Regions from separate parts of the Drosophila melanogaster genome. Here all the other regions are linked to region 1. A link is a contact called in public Hi-C and HiChIP or PLAC-seq data. All regions are on one chromosome and are shown on one strand. Each heading gives the region's core, a stretch centred on a gene start, on an enhancer-like site or on the middle of the called end of the contact. The rest is flanking DNA. Distances are from core to core; before and after follow the strand shown. Region 1 holds the start of CG11050. Region 2 holds the start of Rchy1 (Ring finger and CHY zinc finger domain containing 1). Region 3 holds the start of Rca1 (Regulator of cyclin A1).

Region 1 (4,898 bases), core at 224-2,723:
TGTAGGTGAGAAAGGGAGGGAAATACATAATCGTAAGTGTTGTTGTCATGAGCAACAATTCGGAACAGTTTTATTGCATGCGATTAATTTGACTGAGAAAATGAGAAATAAAGTGTCATGGGATAAACTGTTATCTACGTTTCTGTTGATTTATGGAAATATGCATATTTAGGCATAATTAAAATCTACTTAAAAACGAATTGAAAGCACTTGATCTGTAATTTCACACTAATTAACAACAAAAAATGCGAGACAAGTAATATATTTTTAAAAATTTAAAGTATTAATACTTTAATGATATTTCCACTTCAATAGGCTGATGCAATGTATATTATGCACACAACCAGTCACTTTTCGCAAAAACACAAAACGAACTGAGGCAATTAAAAATTATTTATTTATTGCAAAACACAATGTCGAAAATGATATTGCTTTTTAAATTTTATAGGTCGTCCAAAGTGCAATCGATGGGCAAAAATAATTAGTTTCTTATCAGCTGTCGGCACTTTTCTTCCCAGTCTCTCATATAAACATAAACATGAAAATGTATGTTTATATGTATGTTGGTACAGTTCGGTTCAAAACAATAACACTAAAATATTACAAAGGATTTAACAGGAATTCCAAGCAATCACAAGAGTTTTAAATCTTAGTTTGCAGTAAATTATGATATACAAAACTAAAGTGAAATAATTAAATAATTTATACATGAATGGAACCGTTTGAAATTAAAGTTTGTTTGCACCTATGTATGTGCCTATGGAATGGAAATGGCTGAAACACACAATCGACTTCAAATTTTGCGCACTATTTTACCGCCGCAGCTGTTTCTCTGATGCACGTGTGTGTGTGTGTGTGTGTAGTTCGGCTACCTGGGTGCAAGAAGTTCCGTTAGAACAGGGGCAGCGAATAAATAGGAAGCGATGCCGAGAATTGACAGGCAGCTCAAGGTGAAGGCGTTCGATCGCGGGGAGGGGGAATTCGTGGCGGTACGTTGTGTGCGTCGTGTGGCACGTAAGCACCGTTAGTTCGTTGCAATGTTGACGACTATGAGCTGCGCCCGCCGATGAGAAACTGAAATGCTTTCTTTTGATTCGGCAACGCGACCGCCGCGGCCACAGCGCTTGTAATTAGATACCATCGCACACCCACACACACACACATCGCACACGCGCACAACTACAACAACAAAACGAAATAGTTAGAATTACTAACGGAATTTATGCAACAGCTCAACAATCTGCATTCTGCATCACCAAGCGCTGTGCATCGTGCTGCGATGAATATTTTTAATTTAATACACCAATCCACTCGATCTCTCGCCCGCCGACGGGCAAATAAACAATGTTGCGCGCTCTTTTATTCAATTGTGTTGGCTTTTCGCAGCAATTGCACAATTGTCTTTTTTCGGTTACACTTTTCGTTATTCTGACCGCGAGCAGCTGTTGGCGTCGGTGTGACCAGGTCACGGCAAAATGCCATCGAGCAGCGGCGGTCAGCTGCTTGCTTGAGTCATCAGGGCTGGGTAAACCGAAATTCGTGGTTTCACTCCGAGCCTTACTGTATTGGTGATAAACTTGGATGAAAACATTTTCTGGCAGTCTGGCAGCGCCCTGCATTTAACACTGCAACAAAAAGGAGGAGTGAGTAAAATAAGTAAAGTTAAAGGGTTAAAGGGCAAAAATGGTTATGGCTTAAATCATTAAAAAGAAGTAACATTTGTGATGATTTATTGAATTCGCAAAGATTTCGCATCAGCAACATATAGCTTGAAGGATTAAATATCCTTCGAAATACTTAAGAGATTTAACCCAAGCAATACCCACTGTGTATCTGTTTTTTATTAATATTTCATGATTCAAGCTCTGTATTAAACCGCTTTCTTGTGTAGCTACTTTGTTATAATTATTTACTTTCCAGATTATATTGCAATCGCTTTCTGACAGAAATAGGTCGCCAAATAAGTCGCTTCTAAGGCAGTTAAGCGCGGAATGAGTTAGACTAAAACTGTCAAAACGTCAACCACTAAGCCCAAAATGGATCCAATGGATCTGGAGGGCAGTGCGACCACAAGCCAATTTAATTGATTCCAGCCAACTGTCACGTTGGCAGTCGCGTTTTTGGGGGACTGGGCGATAATTTGGACGGCTTCCGGTTGGGCGATGCGGATTATGAATAAATTTAAATCGACGGTTACGACTTATGCATATTTTAGACAACATTACCGCACATAAATCCGTTGCATCTATTATGCAACAGCGCTTTGCTTGCGGAAATGATTTATTTATGGGTCAACTAGCAGTCAAAGTGCAGGCTTATTTGTATTTTTTTTTGTAACTGCGTTTGTGGAAATCCTCAATGGAAAATGTATTAACATTTATTTTATCGGCGGTATGCAATTAAATTGGTGTAATCTTTTGCGCAAATTTCATAATTGATTCGAATAAATTGCTGCACAATTTTACCCATCATCAATTTAAAATCTTTTACAATGGCATTAGGAAAAGTTGTAGCACTCAGTCAACAAAAAAGATAGAAGTTTGAATATATATATCCTTTATATATTTACTGATATAGATATGCATGATTTTGCAACATCAACTTATTTTTGCAATGTCCCAAGGACTTGATTATCTTCCGGCGCAGCTGAATCTCTTTGAGGGGCATACCAAAAATTTTTCAATTTCAGCAGATGCAACTTTTCATCCATTTCCTTATTTTGCTGCGTAACTGGCAAGTGAAGCGCTAATGAAAAACTTTGACAGAAAACTGCATTCCTGCAGGGAAATTGAAAGCCTGCGCCGAATGACAGGAAAAATTGCGAATAAGAAGAAGTTGGAGGACAGGCACTAAGGAAGGAATAACAATAGTCTGCCACGGTCGATGGGCCAACGCGGCGTATGATTAATGCTACCCCGGCATCAATGGAAATCAATTAATTAACGACAACAACAAGGAGCTGCCGAGGCAGGAATCGATGGGAAGTGGAAAACAAAGGACACGCGCTCTCGTCTGCTCATGAATGAATCAGCGATTGAATGAATGAATGAGTGTAATGACTCTTTCATTAAGCGCTGGACCGTGAATAAAGCATTAACCCAACCAGCAACCAGCAACCAGGCAGCATAATTTGCCCGGAGCAGCTGCATAAATTTCCATTCACTTAGACAAATGTGACAAAACGGAAATTGCAAACGGAGCTAAGCACTCGGTAGCATTTCAGTTTCCTGTCGGCAGCCAAAAGTCCCAGGACGAGCTCAAGGATCCTCTGCTCCTCGATTGGCATTTCGCAACCAGGCATTCGCCTGCCCAGCTGGCTTAATAAATGATGAACACGCTGAAGCATATTGAAATGTAATTCATAACGAAACAGCAGCAGCACCGGTTCGCACAGTCCCAGTCCCAAGTCCATCTTTTGTGCCGGATTGCGCATACGTCATGTTGGACACAGGAAGTGCCTGCAGGCAGTGTTCCGCTTGCTTCCATATGCTAATTGAATTATGCATCGGCCAGCACTGCACTTAACTCGATAAGCGCTGTGAAAAAAGTAGATTTAAATTGAATGTTCTTCTACTTCTGATTCAGTCAGCATATCATGTCTATGATGGTAAACTATAACTTGCTTAAAATGGTAGAAATGATTTTCATTACTGTGATATGAACATTTGGCAACAGAAATCACTCTATAAAATCCAATGATTAATCGTAGTCAATATAACAAACGACTTGTCAGCAAGTTTTCAATGCAACCAATGAGAAATAATTGAATCGCGCGTTATGGCAATTTTACACTTAAAATCACTACCATTTTATTAACAGTGACGAGCATTGACGAACAAAATCATTTAAAAAGTAATCAATTTACTTATTGATTTTACCAATTTAATTAAACTTTCTCCGGCAAAAACCGATGACTGCAGGTCATTTATTATCGCTTTTTGTACAAGCAGAATGCGTTAAAACTCCTGACATATACCAACCGAGTTTGGACACATCTCGAAGTCTGTGAAGATAAGCTTTTGGTCTAAAGTCTGCAGTTTGCTCTTGGCCAACCCCCTCGCTATCACCCTGTCCTACATTGAAAATTAAAACTTTCATTGGCCACTTTTGGACTGTGATTTCCTTTTCGTGTTTTTTGTCCGGATCTCCCTTCTTACTCTTGGTCCTCAAATTTCGCGCTGACAAACTTTATTATTTCGCTAAAAACTTTTTAATGACAAAATCAAATTGGTGCAGGCAAAAAAGTTGCGGCCAAGAAAGGCAAGACGATAACAAGTTGCTGTTTGTCTTATAATTTGAGGCTTATTACAGAGACTAGCCTGCATTACATCCATGACCATGCCAGAGGTTTCTGCTCTCTAATAACATCGTTTTATGTCTTTTATAGAATTAATATATTTTCTTGAAATTGTGTGTGGCAAGTTTGTTCTCTTAGTGTTTTCTGGGTAAATAATACAGCCCATTTGTTGCACACCTTCAATGTTCAATGGATCATTTATTCTTTGCCATACGAAATGACAGACCATCAGCGATATTAAATTTAAAGCACTAATGTTTATGACTATCGATTATTTGAAACGCTTGGCGTGCAAACGTATGTATATAGTTCTTTTCATTGATAAAGTGTTTTTATGATACAGTGAAGACATTAACATAAAAAATGCGAACCATTTTTAAACCATTCGTTTAAAAATCTATTTGTATAAAATAATATGAATAAACCAAGAAGCACAGTATTTTCAAAAGAGTGTATAAAATAATATGATGTTAGAATGCCTTACACTTTCGGTGCGCACTGTAAGTATGTGGGCAATGGGCGGTCAAATGGTTGTGGGGCCGTTCAATCAAATTCCTCGAAATGTGGGTTCAGTATCCGGAGACTTCGGAGTGGGTTTCGG
Region 2 (5,062 bases), core at 471-2,970, 150 kb after region 1:
GTGAGAAAAGCTGGCTATCAACATCACTAACCATGTTTACGTTCCGTAGAGTTCGGTTCCTGACTCATTTGACCAGCTGCAGCTAAATCCCGGCCAGCTGGCGGATTTCGAGCGCTTCCTGGAGGCCCGTTGTGCCCGCATGCCGTTGCAGCACATCATTGGCGAGTGGGACTTCATGGACATTACGCTGAAGACATCGCCGTCGGTCTTCATTCCACGCCCCGAAACGGAGGAGTTTATGCGCCTGGTGATCGATGATCACAAGAACGCAAAGCACGTCGATCTTTTGGAGGTGGGCTGCGGCTCGGGCGCCATGTCCTTGTCCATGCTACACAGTCTGCCGCAGGTGGTGGCCACTGCCATTGAGCGTAGCAAGGCGGCAACCGTTCTGGCTGCGGAGAATGCCAAAATGCTGGGGCTGCTGAATCGATTTGAGGTACACAACCACACCATGGAGGAGGACAAGTACCTGCCGGAGGCGCTGAAGGACAAGAAGTACGATTTGATCATCTCCAATCCTCCGTATGTGAAAACTGAGGAGTTTCAGTTTCTGCATCCCGAAGTCGTGGTGTAAGTGATGTTATACCAGATGGATGCAGTGCACTAACTATCTTATATCCCCAGGTATGAGAACCTTAATGCCCTGGACGGTGGGTCCGATGGATTGAGGGTGGCTCGACTGGTTTTCGACTTGGCTTGTCGGCACCTGCGTCCCGGTGGCAAGCTCTGGCTGGAACTGGGCAACGACCACCCGCCGATGGTGAAGACCATTATGAATCTGAAGTACGAGGGCCGGCTCAAGTTCATCGCCGGCTACAGTGACCAGTATCAGCGCGAGAGATTCGTTCAGATCGAGAAGGTCTAGGCGAGATTGCGCCATAGACAGGACGGAATGCTATGACTTTGACAATGCAATTAGCTATAACGTTGCCCATGCATTTAGCTGTGATTTGATTTAAGACCAGACATACCTGCACGCTGCCCAGAGACTCACACCTATATAAACAGAATATATAGCGCTATTAATCCTTAAGTTTCGTCTCTGAATCTTTTAGCAACAACCGCAGGCGGTATTACTTCACAAATATACCTGTATAAATTGCACAATGCAATTAGCTGTTTGATTTATGACCATATTATTATCAGTATACAAAAACCACAACGACTTTTACCTAAGGCTTTCTACTGCATTTTTGATCCTATAATAATGGATTAACATGATTTTAAAGATCAATAGGTTAAAAGTATAATGCACCTATAATAACTGGTCACTGATTTAAACTATGGCGATTATGATTTATAACCAGAGGCTTGCTGCCATAAATTGGAGGGTGTTAATGATCATCGCGGATCGAGTATAATGCTGTTTAATCAAACTGATGTATTCTATATCTGCGATAAGCAAAATGCTAACCATATTTTTGGCCTGAAAGATGTGTATCCTGTCAATATATAGAATCAGAATATTTCTATGCAAATTAGAAAGTTTTTGCTTAAAGTTACCACTTTAATGCTTATAGGTGTACTGATTATGAAAACAAGGACACATGTCCACAAGGATTACCATAATTATGAACCCGAGTGCATAAATCCCCCGACTTCGCATCTGAATCTTGTTGTAACCGCTCCGCTGGAGAGCTTTAAGCTCCGGAGCGGATAAAAGCTCCGACAGAGTGGCTCGGAGCAACAAGTGGCTAACTTCCGTTGCCAGTTGGAAGTCGAAACTCGCGCCGGACGAGTCTGCGGAATCCGGGTGCGCGAGTGGAACGCGGATTTAGATTGTCGTAGCTCTTTAATTCAATTGACGATTTCGAGCTGCGATCTCCTTCGTTCGGCTGGTGTGTGTTGTTTCACTTTCAAGTACGCATACATATGTGTAGTATAATTAACAAATGGCTAAATCATAATTAAAGTCGGAGTTTCAGTGGATATCACAATGAGCGCTTGATGAAAGTCAAGAAGAGGGAACTTAAAAAGCGCCGAAACAAAACAAAAACGAGAAACACGTTAAACGAGAAATTGATTTTAAAAATTCTACATAAATTTGACCATATAGATTTGGGTAAATGAATGAATGTGCATATATATGTACATGTATATATATATACATACGCCCAAACTGCGATTTGAAGGCGGTTTGAATGTGGATTGGAAACTTTTAGAAACCAATTAGCCAGATCGTGACATTACTTAATGCATTTATCCGCCCGATCGACGCGTGCAAGTGTGTGCCTGTGTGCGTGAGTGCGTGCGTGCGTAAACATGAATACCGAATTGAATCGAGTTCAAACTTGCGTTCTTTTCGCCGACTGGTTTTCCGGCGAGGCTGGCTTAATCGCCTTGCGTTTGTAATTTTAGCACACTTTCAATATTTATTGTCGGTCCCTGCTCCCCGGCGCAGAAAATGCGAATAACAATCTGAGCAAACAAGATTCGGCAACGAATTTGCAGCTTGCCGCGCTGTGCAAATAAAAGTATATATAAAAGTATGTACATATATACATTTATATATAGCTGGTAATGCCTCCTTTGGCAGCATCAATATGTGCACCTGCTACGTGCAACACCGACTTGCAGCAACAGCCAACCGATGAGCGAAAGTCGCACGCCGATTGTGTTAACAAGTGTGTGGCTGGCTGCTCCCTGCCCGCATTTTAATTCATCATCCGCACCGTGTGCCAAGGCACTGCGATTCCCAATCCGTGGAGCTGTGAACGTTTTTGGCGACCTGCAGGCTAAGCAAGCGATTTATATGCTGCCGCTCACATGGCACAAGGTCCCATCCAAAAACAGCAGCGGCCAAGATAGTAGTTCATATGCACATATTTGGGTTCTTAACAGGTTAATTGTCATTTTATAATGATATGGGTTTAATAGGTTTCCATATCTGATCCAAAACTATACAGAAATGGAAGAAAGTCATCATAGGTGATCTTTTATTTGATAATTTCTTACATAAAGTTACTACTTCTTGTTCCCCATTGTACGTTGTGTACAGTGCGCGACGGCTAAGAAAACGGAGTGAAAATCAAGATAGTCGTTATCTAGTTTAGATGGCCTTTCGCAGTCGGGGACTGGGAAACATTGAAATGCAAATACGCCGCCTCGGTAGTTTCATTTGTGTGTCAAAAATTGTGTGGGGGTGTGGGGGGTTAACCCGGCTTAGACTCTAATCTGATCGATCGGAGTGTGAGAAATGGCCTGCTAATGGAATACTTACCACTTTCCCACACTTTTCAATCGCTTCAGCCGAGTGTGTCACCTGTGCGAGCCCATTAATACCCAAGGATGAGCTGGACAAACGAAAGTTAGTTGCGATCGCGTGAAAAGGGAAACCGGACAGTCGGTTTTTTGAGTGCGGATACAAAGTCTACATGTGGCACAACGACAACAGCATCGGCCAGTAATTTAAATGCTTCGCGGCGGCAATTGAAAGGGCCAGCAATTAACCACGACTACTGCAGCTGCGAGGCATAGTGGAAAATCACTTTTATAGACGTACATACATAACTCTATATATACATAGAGTTAGCTCCTGCAGCAAAATGAAGAACCGCCAGCGAACGCGCCGAATATCGCTAAATGAAAACCACAACAGATACATGGGCAGCGGCGGCATCGATGTACAAATAGTTACCAATACAAAGGAGCCCAATCAAGTCAATTTAAATTCATCGTCAGCCACGACGACCTCAGCGGAGGCTGCTCTGCCCGCTTCGCTTCCACTTGCTCAGATAGCGCAGCAGCCACATACCCATCCCCATCCCCATCCCAATCCCCATCTCCACCAGCAACACCAGCTGATTGTGACGCCCACAACGATGACGGGCAAGTATCATCCAGCGCACGCCAAGCTGCGAAGATGCAAATCGACGCCGAGTCTCAATTGCGATGGCATGGCGGAGCCCATGGAGGAGGACCAGCTCCATCGCTTTGCAGCATGCTCACGTAACCCCGCCGCGGAGGCTCAGCAGCATGCACAGCCATCGTGCAACAGCAGCAGCAGCAGCAGCGACGGCAGCTGCAACAGCAACAAGTGCAGCAGCAACATCTGCGGTGCGCAGCCAACAACTCCGGAGTCATTGCGCTTCGGATGCGCTCACTACAAGCGGCGGGCCATGTTCGTGGTAAGTGCAACAGGCAGTCCAACTCCATTCATATTATCTATGGATGCTTTTCCAAGCATTACATAAAAGGAAAAGCCCCAGAAAAGTTATAAAAGTTATACACTTGAACTTCTTTGATATGTATATCAATACAAATTTTAATCCTTTTTTAGTGTATCGTAGTATCTATAACCATTCTTAAGATTAGTAGATAGATGTTCGTAGAAAGACTAGACGGATCCATGTATCTAGCAGTCTTACTTGTAGTGAGATTAGTTTATTCAAACCTCAAATGTGAAACCAGTCAACTTATGTGATATAAGAACAAACTTCAATTTTGAAAGTTCTTTTTTTATTTTATACGGGTATAGTTCAATTCCTGGGTCATCAGATAAAGAATTATGCAATTGGAACCCCTATGTCATGATTAGAAAGCGGATCAGTCATTTCACTTTTATAAAATGAATCCTAAAAATACATTGAAATAAATTCAAAGTGATAAAGCCATTAAACATTTCACCCATTTGGAAAATTTTCAAGAAGATTATGATGGCGCCTCTAAATGGCATTTGTATGCCTATTTATCCATCTATCTATCTATGTGTGTGTGTGTGTCTATCCAACACAGCTACCTTCCTGAAAATGGGCGCATTTAACCTTTATTTATTCGTTCCTAAACAAATAAAGTGGCTAAACTCTAAACAGACACCTTTGGCGAAGATTCTTTTGTGTCTGTCTGCTGACTAGATTTTGAATTCAATTGGAGGGCATCGCTATTTGCACGGCAAGTGTTTGGCTTGTGTGGACAGCTTGACGATGTCCGGCATCCAAAAAACTAACTGGTCAGCATGCTCCGCTGAGCAGGAACTGAGCAGGAGGCGAGTGGCCACTGGCCAGTTAACACCTCCATTCGCCATTCATCTGGGCAAACAATGCGTTTGTCTTGATCGCTCGCG
Region 3 (4,844 bases), core at 660-3,159, 240 kb before region 1:
TTTTCTCAAGTTAATTAAAGGTAAAAACGGAGAACAATAAATGTGCGGCAACCGCACTCCACACGTGTTTTGTTGGTGTGGCCAAAGATCTCTTGGCAGTACACAAAGTAGCTTACGGTAAATAGCGCGCATTGGCGTTAGCCAAGACCCAAACCAGTATACTACAGCTGATTTTAAACATTTTCTGTTTGAATTTATTTTATGCAATGCAATCAATAATAATAAAATATTTTTAAGACTTGCCTAACATATTAAGGCTGCCTTTGAAGCCTGTTATAATGATGTATAATAACAAAGCCTTACATGTTAATAAACAGGAATCACTTTCCCCCAGTTATAATTATAACAATTATAGTTCTAAAAATGATTTATATATTTTGCATGTGTAAAAAATACTTAATCTCGCAGAGGTACAGAATTCCGACAAACCTTACATGGAACGATTTAAAAACATATATATGAATGTACGTGATGAAATGGAACTTAATGCGATGGACATAATACGAAATTAATGAGATTTAAAAAAATCGAATACTAATCGTAATAGTTAAAAGCCTATGATAAAGCTAAAAGCAGAGCCGCTTGAGCGAGTTCTTCCTTGTGATTTTCGGATCACGGTTCTGGGCACGTTGTGGCGGCGTCAGTCGCTCCCGTGGCATCATCAGTTTGGATGGTGTGTCCAGTTCGGTGACCAGGCAACGCTCGCCGGGATGCGACTTGCACAGACAGTTGACGCAGAACCGAAACTGGCAGATGACACTGGTGCATTCGGCGAAGTTATATGGCGGTCCTTGCGGTGAAGTCCTGACCTCGTCAAGATCCAGGGACAGGAAGCGTTTGAGAGGCGGACCCGTCATGCAGGGGAATGTGCTGGTTGTACGTCCAATAGGCAGAGTTTGCGACAATAGGTTTTCGCCACACTTGGCCGCCTCGCTTATGAAAACCCGGCTGCCTCGACCGCATCGCGGACACTTGACGCGCTGCGTCTGCTCGCGCAGCACCCTTCCGGCATCCACGTCCATCAGGTGGATGCTCGAGTTGCCCGAGTCCATTAGCGAGGCGGCGCTGTTGGCCAGGCTGCTATGGTTCGAGGTCTGCAATGGCACTGTGTGGTTTGCCTTGGGCACATGGCTGCACCGCTTGGGCACGTGAGGATTCTCTTTGGTTAGATTCAATTTGAGTCGGTGGTTCTGTAGGCGCTCCAAGTCGCGTTGGCTGCGATAAACAGCCTGCTTCCAGGCCGGCGATACCTTGGTCATCACGTCCAGCGTGTGGGCGCCCACATGACGCAGTATGCACTGCAGTGCCGGTTGCCATTGCGCCAGCTTGGCCACGATATCCAGCTTTTCGACACCGCCGTAGAAGCGATTCTTGGGCGGTTCTTCTATGTGGGGAAAGAGCAGCTTTTTGGACTTCTTGGGGCTACTGTGTGGCGATTGAAAGTGTTTCTTGCGTCGCTTGGGCAGACTATGCTCATCCTGCAGACGCGGAGTCATAGAGAAAGGCTCCTCCTCCGCGGAAAATTTCTTTTGGGGCTGTGTTCTGGGATAGGGCTTGCCCCAGTAAAGGTCCTGCTCCTGGTGGCCACTGGGCGTGTTCAGCCCCCGAAAGAATGTTGTGGTATTCGATGCATTGCGACAGTTTTCGCCCTCAGCGTCCTCCAATAAAAATGGCGTCTCCGCGGTGGAATTGTGCAGCGCCAGGAAGGATGTGTAGCCAGACTCGTTCATCTCCAACTCGAAGGATGACCCTCGGCTTGGGCTCTTCTTCCGCAACGCCGCGCGCCGATAATAGGCGCTCATCTTGACCGAATTTTAAACTTTCGAATTGTTATGCTTTTCGCATCGGTTGATTGTTTTTGGGTACGGATCAGTGTGACCGCCCCAATAAAATACTAACTGGCTACTAAATAGATACCAGTTCATTGTCGGGTCAACTCAGAATGCTACGTATCGCGTTGCCAACCATTTGATATATATTATCGTGACTGTTAGGCAAACCATTTAAACTTGTGCATTAAAAGATGCCACTTGATCGGATTATTGGAATCTGACAGTTAATCGTAGACTCCTATTAACATAAGCAACTTCAGCCATTTATAAACATGTCTAAAAGAGTTCAAGCTGTACAAGATTTGAGGTTCTGGAATAAGATAGCGTTTTTTCATTCTATGCAGTGTGTACATACTTCCATATTAGCGAGTACACATTCCAAAGCTAGCGAAGACGCACTTGCGACTAATGCTCTCGAAAAAAGAAGTAAAATAAAGAATAAGAGTGATAAATAATATGTATAATCAGTTCATTAAGTTAAAAACACCAAGAATTTGACTTTCAATAAATTATATTTCCATGCCTTACGCCATAAGTATAAAATAAATACCTATATACTCAGCTTATTGCTTTAATACCAATTCGAAAATAGAAAACTTTCACTTATTAAATATGGAAATAAGTAATAGTTTGAAAACATTCACTTTATAAAAACGGGATTCCGTTTAACATCTTATATATTATTATTATATTATTATATTATATTATATTATTATATTATATTATATATATTAAAAGTGTATTTCATCGTCTTAGCTTTGAAGACATTGGTAAAATTATGTTGATAAGCTTATAAAAATACTCTCGATTAGCTGACATATGGTGCTATTTAAATTTCTACGCCTATAACAAAAAGATTTTAATCGAACATAAGTATATCTATATCTATTAAAATTGAAATCATTACAAATTATTTTATGAGATATGTCTTCTGTTCCCTGTTTGGCCCAATCAAAATTCGGCAGTCAGGATAATCTGGCCTTGGCCATCATCAGTGTCATCAAATTAACGAAAATCCCTCAATAATTTATCATTTGTTCTCCCTGACTCGTCCTTAGATTTTTTCCGTTCCGCTTCCCTCATCTTCTTCTTTGCCGCGTCCTTTGTGCCCACTGACAAATTTGCCAGCTCAAGTTTTTTGTGCAAATCATGACGGGGCATAGATTTGGGATTCATGTGAAAGTCTTCCTTCGCCGCTAGGTGGATAGTTTCGTCAGCTGTCCATAGAGTCAGCTAAATGAAGCCCCATGACCCACCACCACTGGCCAACCCATGCTCGTGCCCATTCCCATTCCAAGGACCATTTGCAACCGCCCGACGACTTCATCCACTTGCTGGGAAAGATGAGAGGTCGAGAATCTGTTGTGGTTGCCGGGGGAAAATCAATGAATGATATTTCCTTTATGAGGCTCAATTATTTGCTGCGGGGATTTGCTATTCTACCCCGGATTCTGTCATCTGGTTCGTGCCTCATTGTCCTTCTAAATGCTTTGGCAAAATATTTTGGGTATTTGCGCTGCCTTTTGTCGGCCAGCAGCTTCTGCGTTAATAATTTATGAATACTTGCTCGTTTATTGTTTTGCATTATTTATGGTTTTATTATTTGTCTATTTGCTGCCACCAAAAGGGGCGTGTCGGCGGGCAAAGATTTTGTTTTGATTTTAATTAAATCGACGGACAGACGCACATCGGCTTAATTTAAAGTCATTTGACTGTTCTAATCTCTTTTCCACTGACCGGTTTGCCCATCTTTTTTTTTTTTCGGGCGTGGATATGGCAGCATATTAATTGTCGTCGTGGCTTTGGGATTAATCTGTGGTTCATTTGGTTCGGTCCTGGGAAGTCGTGGTCACCCTGTTTGCTTTGAGATCAGAGGGATGTTAACTAATGACTTTGTCAATGGGAGCCGAATGAGTCGAACTAGGGATATGTGCTAGGCATTGATTTATCTTAGGTGTATATAGAAGATAACTGCAATGATATTTAAAGTATTATATAAAATATTACAAGATTTGCTAGAAATAATATGTTGTTGGTTGAATAATGAAGTAGTGCTCTTGCACTCATAAATATTGTTTTCAAAAATAAGTCTCAACTCATTTCCTTGACTTTACTTTAAGGACTTACATTACTTCCTGTACAAATCGCGACTTTACCATACCATGAATCTATTTGCCTTGTCCTGCTTCGAGAATGCTAACTAACCTTCACCCCAAAAACTACTGTCAACAGAACACAATTCCTTATGGCTGAGGGAAAATCCTTGAGGCAAGGCAAATCCATGTCCAAAAGGTCGCGACATATGTAGCGCATATATGCATACATATGTTTTGATGTGGAGCTATGTTTGCACGGATATTGATATGCGGCTGATTAATTTGAGTTTACGCACCAGAACGACCCGGAATGATGACAAATGGGGGAAAGGAAGGGCAGCTCCTGTCAATATTTGCACTCAATCCGTACATATGCTCTAATTATTATCCTTTTGGCAGTGGGCAGTGCCCTGTTTTGGCATTATGTCGCTGCACGCACACCCATTCCACTCCATTGGTGCTTTAACCCATGACAGCCCGATCAAACATGGGTCGGTCGCTCGAATCAACTAATTATGGTAATTTACCGCGGAATGTCAACAAATATTTTGTAACCGGTTATTTTATCGCACGGCCGCGACTCACGTAAGTCCTTCGACCAAGGAAGGAAGTCACCCATCCACACTGGACACACTGCAACTGGAACTGAAGGTGGAGGATGGAGGATGGGGTGGAGTTGGAGATGGAGCTGGCCAGGATGGCATTGTGAGTTGTCGTGGCTTGGAGCTGGACGGGGCAGTCGGAGCATTTGACAAACGATGTTTACCGCGGTGGGAGGCCATCCTGGGTGTCCTTGCGGCCACGCGAAGTGGTCGGATTATTTTTAACCAAACGAACGGACAAACTCAAATGGCTGTGCAAGCAAAGTAACCCGAACTGGAACTCAAACTGGAACGGAACCCAATTCGCTTGATTG

The links. A called contact is a pair of places that touch in the nucleus more often than the background predicts. HiChIP or PLAC-seq counts read pairs in DNA pulled down with a chosen protein or histone mark.
Region 2: a Psq HiChIP or PLAC-seq map of the Kc167 cell line shows a contact between it and region 1, with 3 times the contacts expected there. The contact joins the promoter of Rchy1 here to the promoter of CG11050 in region 1. A contact is called at or near these places in 2 of 107 Hi-C or Micro-C datasets (the Kc167 cell line and eye imaginal disc) and 1 of 6 datasets of contacts at active chromatin or transcription factors (the Kc167 cell line).
Region 3: a Hi-C map of the Kc167 cell line shows a contact between it and region 1, with 2.6 times the contacts expected there. The contact joins the promoter of Rca1 here to the promoter of CG11050 in region 1. A contact is called at or near these places in 7 of 107 Hi-C or Micro-C datasets (the Kc167 cell line, embryo, eye imaginal disc and 2 more) and 1 of 6 datasets of contacts at active chromatin or transcription factors (the Kc167 cell line).

The regions. Positions count from the first base shown.
Region 1 is chr2L:6,607,586-6,612,483 of dm6, reverse strand. CG11050 reads right to left here and starts at 1,473. Exons shown (of 5, transcript NM_135208.6): 1 at 1,216-1,473.
Region 2 is chr2L:6,462,327-6,467,388 of dm6, reverse strand. It overlaps Rchy1 (Ring finger and CHY zinc finger domain containing 1), which reads left to right and starts at 1,720. Exons shown (of 6, transcript NM_135186.2): 1 at 1,720-1,860; 2 at 3,250-4,127. The coding sequence starts at 3,546. It overlaps HemK1 (HemK methyltransferase 1), which reads left to right. Exons shown (of 3, transcript NM_135187.4): 2 at 50-570; 3 at 625-1,172. The coding sequence ends at 865.
Region 3 is chr2L:6,849,380-6,854,223 of dm6, reverse strand. Rca1 (Regulator of cyclin A1) reads right to left here and starts at 1,909. Exons shown (of 1, transcript NM_057866.3): 1 at 358-1,909. The coding sequence starts at 1,802. The coding sequence ends at 567. It overlaps l(2)k09022 (lethal (2) k09022), which reads right to left and starts at 82. Exons shown (of 4, transcript NM_135235.3): 1 at 1-82.